Linked DNA regions of Zea mays: region 2 is linked to region 1. Evidence: chromatin contacts called from public HiChIP or PLAC-seq data. All regions are on one chromosome and are shown on one strand. The core of a region is the stretch at or near the end of the contact, and the rest is flanking DNA. Distances in the headings are between cores, read along the strand shown. Region 1 holds the start of LOC606446 (glycosyltransferase). Region 2 holds the start of LOC100273350 (protein IRREGULAR XYLEM 15).

The links. HiChIP or PLAC-seq counts read pairs in DNA pulled down with a chosen protein or histone mark.
Region 2: a contact with region 1 is called in an H3K4me3 HiChIP or PLAC-seq map of leaf, with 5 times the contacts expected there. The contact joins the promoter of LOC100273350 here to the promoter of LOC606446 in region 1. A contact is called at or near these places in 3 of 25 Hi-C or Micro-C datasets (bundle sheath, endosperm and tassel) and 1 of 3 datasets of contacts at active chromatin or transcription factors (leaf).

Annotation. Positions count from the first base shown.
Region 1 is chr5:51,759,154-51,762,719 of Zm-B73-REFERENCE-NAM-5.0, reverse strand. It overlaps LOC606446 (glycosyltransferase), which reads left to right and starts at 1,625. Exons shown (of 3, transcript NM_001310741.1): 1 at 1,625-2,509; 2 at 2,601-3,149. The coding sequence starts at 1,668.
Region 2 is chr5:52,122,930-52,126,495 of Zm-B73-REFERENCE-NAM-5.0, reverse strand. LOC100273350 (protein IRREGULAR XYLEM 15) reads left to right here and starts at 1,763. Exons shown (of 2, transcript XM_008646746.4): 1 at 1,763-3,025; 2 at 3,151-3,566. The coding sequence starts at 2,325. The coding sequence ends at 3,415.

The DNA of each region.
Region 1 (3,566 bases), core at 376-2,875:
CGTAGATCAGCCCTGTGAACGTATATACACACTCTATCTCTATAAAAATATTGAACTTATAAATCTTTCTATAAACATGTTAAAAACATTTAGCTTATAAATATTGAGATTGACGAAATTAATATAGATACATGGCCAAAACTATTAGGACGTTTGGTTCGAGGAATAAAGCGATCCATCACCATTTCACTCTACTGTTTTTTATGGAATAGACTAAATTAATCCATCACTATTCTATTTCTCAAAATATATTTATTAATTATTAGTACTAGTATAAGAAATTAGATTTTCTACTAAATTTAAAGAATAGACTTACTCTATATTTCGCGAATGAAACACACCGTAGTTATGTATTAAAAAATTGAACGTAAATGTAGTTATGCATATCTAAATTGAGCATAACTTTGTGCAGGAGCTAGGGCTGACCATGAGCCTTAGATTTTACATTACAAGATTTAAGGATCAAAATTGGATTGGTATCGTGCTCTAAATTTATTAATTTTAGACTAAATTAATATTTAGGATCTTAATAAATTATGAAGAAATATTTGAATTGTGATTCATTACTAGTAGCGCGGTCATCTGTACTTTATTGAACTATGGAATTTGGACTATACAGATTCTAGGAATTATGACCAGAGCTAGTCTGTACAAACATGGCTTCTTTATGGTCATTCGGGACAAAACCCCTGAACCGACGCTAAGGGGGTGTTTGGTTCTGTGGACTAAAGTTTAGCCCGGGTCACATCAAGCGTTTGACTTTCAAATAGGAGTATGAAATATAGACCCAACCAACTGTACTAGATTCGTCTCACTTTTTAATCTTTAGCTGAGAAATTAGTTTTATAATCCGATTACATTTAATACCCCAAACGGAGGTTCAAACATTCGATGTGATAGAGACTAAATTTTAGAGGGGCAAACCAAACACACACTAAGCACGAAAGTCAAACGCAGCTGGCACAGACCTGAAATCCCGCCGACGCCGGCAGCTGCCTATCTCAATCATTGAAAACGTGAGAAACACAAATCACTACCACACCTCTCAAGCAATTTATGTTTTTTTTATATCTTCATAAAATAAAAACACAAAATGACGACACGCGACACGGCAACACGCCGTCACGAACGCGCGAGTGTGTCCGGCGACCGACCCGCGGCCTGCTCCCGTACTCCAGCCCAATCCCAATCCCAATCCCAATCCCAATCCAACCTGTCCCGCCTCCCGCGCATGCCGCGCCGCCGACCCCGTCCGCGGCCTGCGGGTTCGGCATCCCGCCCCCACCTCCTCACCAAACTCCCCCAACCCGATCCCTCCGGACCGCGCCGCGCAGACGCGCACGCCTTGCATTTGGCTTCTTCGCGGCTTCAGCAGCGACCGCGTCCCCGCCCCCGTCGGGCACCAACCCAGCCCAACGCTCTCCCCCCTGCTCCTCCCCTTTTCCTCTGCCCACCAATTGATAGCTCACCTCACCTCCGCGCCCGTTGTTTCGTGCACCGTACTTCACCTCCCACCAACCTCTCCCCCTCAAAAACTATCCACCCCTCCACGGCTCCACCCCTACCCGCCGACGAGCGCGATCGATTGATTCGGTTCGAGCCGGGCGGAGGAGGAGGGAGCGCCGCGGGGCGGGGTGAGCCCACCAGATCCGACTACCGCAGCGGCTATGATGAAGTCGCTGCTGCCGCAGAGCCAGCTGCGGCGCTCGGCGGCGGCGGCCGCGCGGTCGTCGGCGGGCGGCGCCGCGGGGGCAGACGGGGCTATGTCCGACGGCGGCGGCGCGGGGCCGCGGGCGCCCGCCTCCTCCACCTTCTGGTTCCTGCTCCACGCGCTCTGCTGCCTCATCTCGCTCTTCCTCGGCTTCCGCTTCTCGCGTCTCCTCTTCTTCCTGCTCTTCTCCACCACCGCGCTCTACCGCTCCAGCACCTCCTCCTCCTCGGCCGCGGTCCTTCGCGCCACCACCACGACAACCACCACCACGACCACCACGACGACGACGACCAACACCTTCACGCTCTCCTTCGCCGCCGCCAACACTCCCCCTTCCACCCCCGCTAACCGCACCGCGCTGGATGTGGCCGACAAGGGGGCGGCGTCCGGGAACCCACAGAGTCACGTCGTGGTGGGGAGGCACGGGATTCGGATCCGGCCGTGGCCGCACCCGGACCCCGTCGAGGTGATGCGGGCGCACCGGATCATGGAGCGCGTGCAGGAGGAACAGCGCCGCTGGTACGGCGTCAAGGAGCCGAGGCAGGTGCTCGCCGTCACCCCGACCTACTCACGCGCGTTCCAGGCGCTCCACCTCACCGGCCTCCTCCACTCACTCCGCAACGTGCCGTACCCGCTCACCTGGATCGTCGTCGAGGCAGGCGGCACCACCAACGCCACGGCGTCAATGCTTGCGCGCTCTGGCCTCACTTTCGTTCACATCCCCTTCCCTGACCGCATGCCCCACGACTGGGCCGACCGCCACGCCACTGAGAACCGGATGCGCCTCCACGCCCTACGGTATGTATGGTTCCCTTACTACTTCCTCAGCTAGCTAGCATAGTATTTATGGAAAGACGGCGGTTGATGAAGGACAGGTTTCCTTGCGCAGCGTGATCCGCGAGAGGAAGATGGATGGCGTAGTTGTTTTCACCGACGACAGCAATGTTCATAGCATGGAGCTGTTCGATGAGGTGCAGAAGGTCCAGTGGATGGGTGCTGTATCCGTCGGAATCCTTGCGCATACTGGCACGGCAGACCAACTACGGCTCAGCGAGGAGGACAAGCAGAATATGCCTCTTCCAGTCCAGGGCCCTGCTTGCAACTCCTCAGGGCATCTGATTGGATGGCACACGTTCAACTCATTGCCCTTCTCTGGGAAGACGGCCACAGTTGTTGGTGAAGCAGCCCCTGTTCTGCCCAGGGGTTTGGAGTGGGCTGGTTTTGTGTTGAACTCAAGGATGCTGTGGAAGGAGGCTGACGGCAAGCCTGACTGGGTGAAGGATCTTGATGCTGTGGGCGAGAATGGCGAGGAGATTGAGAACCCACTTACTCTGTTGAATGATCCGTCCTCTGTTGAGCCACTGGGCAACTGTGGGAAGAAGGTCCTACTGTGGTGGCTTCGTGTTGAAGCACGGGCTGATAGCAAGTTTCCTGAAGGGTGAGTTTTTTTTTTACATTCCAAGTTTTTGTTACCAGCTATGCTATTGGGGAAGTTTATTTTGTTAGATTCAAGATTCAGACATCTAGACTCATCCCCCCACCTTGTTATAAGTTAAGTTAGGCCTTATCTGACTTAGCTAGGTTCACGGCTCAAAATCTCCAACGAATGCATGTGGCAACTGGATATAAACCAACTGTCTAATAGCTACCCAGCAACTGAAACTGTTGGCCCTGTTTAGCTGAGCTCCATCTTCAAGATACATGTGGACCACGCCAGGTTTGCATTTTGTATGCTATAATAAATCTCCTTAAATAACCAGTTTCAGTCTTTAAATAAAATCAGACACCTCAACACTCCCGATGTACACCATACCTTAGCTCCACACATCCTGCCAGGCAGGCCCTTTGTTACGTT
Region 2 (3,566 bases), core at 514-3,013, 360 kb before region 1:
TTGAGCGTTGTAGTCCGTCTAGGCTAGGGGTGGATAACGAGCCAGCTCGGCTCGGCTCGTCCGAATTCGAGCTGGCTCGTTAAGCTAACGAGCCAGCTCGGCTCGGCTCGTTAAGGTAACAAGCCACAGAGTCAGCTCGGCTCGGCTCGTTTACGAGCTCGAGCTGACTCGTTTAGCTCGTGAGCCAGAGCAGAAAAAAATAAAATGTATATAATAATTATTTTTTAGTTAATTTCAAACTAATTTAACAATAGGAAATAGTAATTATACTCATAGTTTCACAAACCACGTCAATATAACACCAAATTAGCACAATTCATCACTCATATAATTCACATACATGTTGATCAGTTTAACCCATAATTATATTTGCATAGACCAAATTAACACATAGACATAGTTCATTAATCATTAGTTTAATTCATAGGCCATAAACACCTCACATATATATAACATGTTCATCAATTATTCTGTAAATGATATGTATATAGTTTCGTTTTACTGGAATATGGTAGCTCGTTTAGCTCGCGAGCTGGCTCGTTAACGAACCGATCTAGCTCGTTAACGAACCGAGCTAGGATGTCAGCTCAGCTCGTGACAAAATTCAAATGAGCCAATCCAAGCCGAGCCGAGCCGACCATAAAACGAGCGAGCCAGCGAGCCACGAGCATTTCGTCCAGCCTTCTAGCCCACCACATCAGTGAGGAAGATGGTATGTCTAGGCGGGCGAAACTGGCCATTGAAATCAGCCTTACGGGCATGTCAGGTGAAGAAAGAAAATATTTAGGCCTCGTTCGTTTGTTCCAAATCGAAACCAAGCATGTTTTTCTTCTAGGTCCGGATCGAGTGAAACCAGGTGGTTCACTAGAACCTGAGAAGGTCTGGTTTGGTTTGATTCCAGGAGCTTGTAGATGTGGATTTAATCCGAGCTGTTGAGGGGTGAAAAGGGTTGAAATGACCTGTTTTCAATCTGGTTTTATTATGAGTTAGACATAACCGAACAACCATTATTAGTTGTTTCCGGTTTCAATCCTGACCAAATATATCCGGATGGAATAGGGCCGCCAACCGAACGAGGCCTTATGGGTTGGTTCATTGCTTCTCAATCCATGCTGACTTTTGCGGGAGAAATTGTGCGTAATCTGTGTGATCGCGCTCCTTCCTCGAGCTGCTCTTGTTTGAAGCTGATTTCTGCCAAAAAAAAAAAAAGATGTACCTCCAAAATCGACTGGACTCCTCCTCGAGCAGCGTGCTAGCCGTTTCCCAGGACAAGCCAGCGTGACCGTGTCCATTCTAGCCGTTCCCTGGCCAAGCCGAATTTGACACTGGCAGTGGAGGAAAAGGTTGGACCGTGGCAGGTTTCGTTTCAATTCATCATGCTGTTTTCTCACGCAACTGGGAACAGGGGATGAAGCAGAAAGCGATGGCTTTCGTGCCTCAACGTTTCGTCCGTTCAAAGGAGCGTTGACGGCCTAACAACGTGGATTTTCTGACGTGGCCAAAACTCGTGCCTTACGCTGACGCAAACCAGATCGAACTACACCGCTGAACCATTGGGTATAGTTTTCTCCAGTAGCTAACCATATGTTGTTTTAAACACAGTATTTCAAACAAGTCCACGGCAATAATCCAAAACTTGTGCAATCCAGCCAGTCACACGAATTCTCCGAACCAGGTCCACGGCATTAGTTGTTCAAACAAGATTTGGCATCTCCAAGCCGAACTCCCGGAGTGTTTAAGATTTCAGTCAACAAACATTTTTCATAGGGAAATTTGGATCCATACCATTAAAAGATTACCACTTTGGATCCATACCATTATTATCTCACTTACATGTGGGTCCACATGAGTCAATGACATGTGAGGTCCATGGTATATATCTAAAGTTTGGATCTTTTAATGGTATAGATCCAATTGTTCCTTTTTCATAAGCTGCAGGAGCCTTGCCTAATCCTCCGTGCCATGCCGATGGGCAGGGCAGGGCAAGAGGAGGTCACGAAAACGAAGGGTGCCACCCACCGCAAATCCCGGCGGGATTGAACTGAGCTCCTTTCCTCCGTGCCCTTGAATGCAACCACCTCCCGAATCCCATCTTCTTCATCTCGCTGCGGCCTCCCTCCTCCTCCACTGGAGCCGACACTTGATCCATTCCCCATCCCCATCCCACGCGGCCACCACCACCTTCTCCTCCTCCCCCTCTCCATATCTCTCTCTCTCCGGGCAAGGAGGAAGAGGAGCAGTAGATCAGTCGTAGCAATAAATCCGTCACGCCCAGCTCGCCTGCTCCGCCTCGCCATTGCCTTGCTCCAACCAAGCAGGAGTAGATGAAGGGGCTGAGCGGGGCGAAGCTGCTGGTCGTGCACCCGTCGTCCAACAAGTCGCCCGGCGGCGCGGGGTCGCCCGGGGCGGTTCTGGGCGCGCGGCGCCGGGTGTGCGCCGCCGTGTTCCTGGCCTGCTTCGCGTGCGTCTCCCTGGCCACCACGCTGCTGTCGGCCGCGCGGGACCCCGCTGGCGCGGGGGCGAGGTCGGCGGCGTTCGCGGTGCCGGTCGCCGCGGCAGCGAGGGAGGGCCAGGGCCTGCCGGGGCACGTGTTCGACGCGCTGGTGCAGTACGCGTCGGCGGGCGGGAACTCGACGGCGAGCATGCCGGGCGCCGACGTGCGCGCCATCGCCGCCGTGCTCAGGCGCCGCGCGCCGTGCAGCCTGCTCGTGTTCGGGCTCGGCGCGGAGACGCCGCTGTGGCGCGCTCTCAACCACGGCGGCCGCACCGTGTTCCTCGACGAGAACCAGTACTACGTGTCCCACCTGGAGGGCCGCCACCCGGGGCTGGAGGCCTACGACGTCGCCTACACCACCACCGTCCGCGAGTTCCCGGACCTGCTTGACTCCGCCCGCGCCGCGCGGGGCGCCGAGTGCCGGCCCGTCCAGAACCTCCTCTTCTCCGACTGCCGCCTCGCCATCAACGACCTCCCCAACCAGCTCTACGACGTCTCCTGGGACGTCATCCTCGTCGACGGCCCGCGCGGGTAAACCCTAACCGCATCCAAGATCCATCCAGCTTCTTATGCAAAAAAGAAGAGGAGGGAGAAAGATCCAATCTTTTCCCAGCCCCACTTCATTAGCTAATGCCCTCTCCAATGCGGACTGACAGGTACACGGCTTCGTCGCCGGGCAGGATGTCGGCGATATTCACGGCGGGGGTGCTGGCGCGGACGCGGGCCGGGGAGGGCGTGAAGACGGACGTCCTGGTGCACGACTACGAGCGGGAGGTGGAGCGGGCGTGCTCCAGGGAGTTCCTGTGCGAGGAGAACCGCGTCGTCGAGACCAGCACGCGGTCGCTCGCCCACTTTGTCGTGCGCGGCGGTAGTTCTGCCCGCCGGGACGCCTTCTGCTCCGGCACGGCGGCGGCCCACTAGCTTCACTCTTCCCCGTCACTCACCTCACCTCACCTCACCTGTTCTTCTACTTTTTTTTTTCTTAAAAAAAACCTCTCTCGATCTCGATCACGGTTAATGATGATGATGCTTGTCATGTGAATGCGGAAAAAAGATGAAAAAGTGAGCGGTG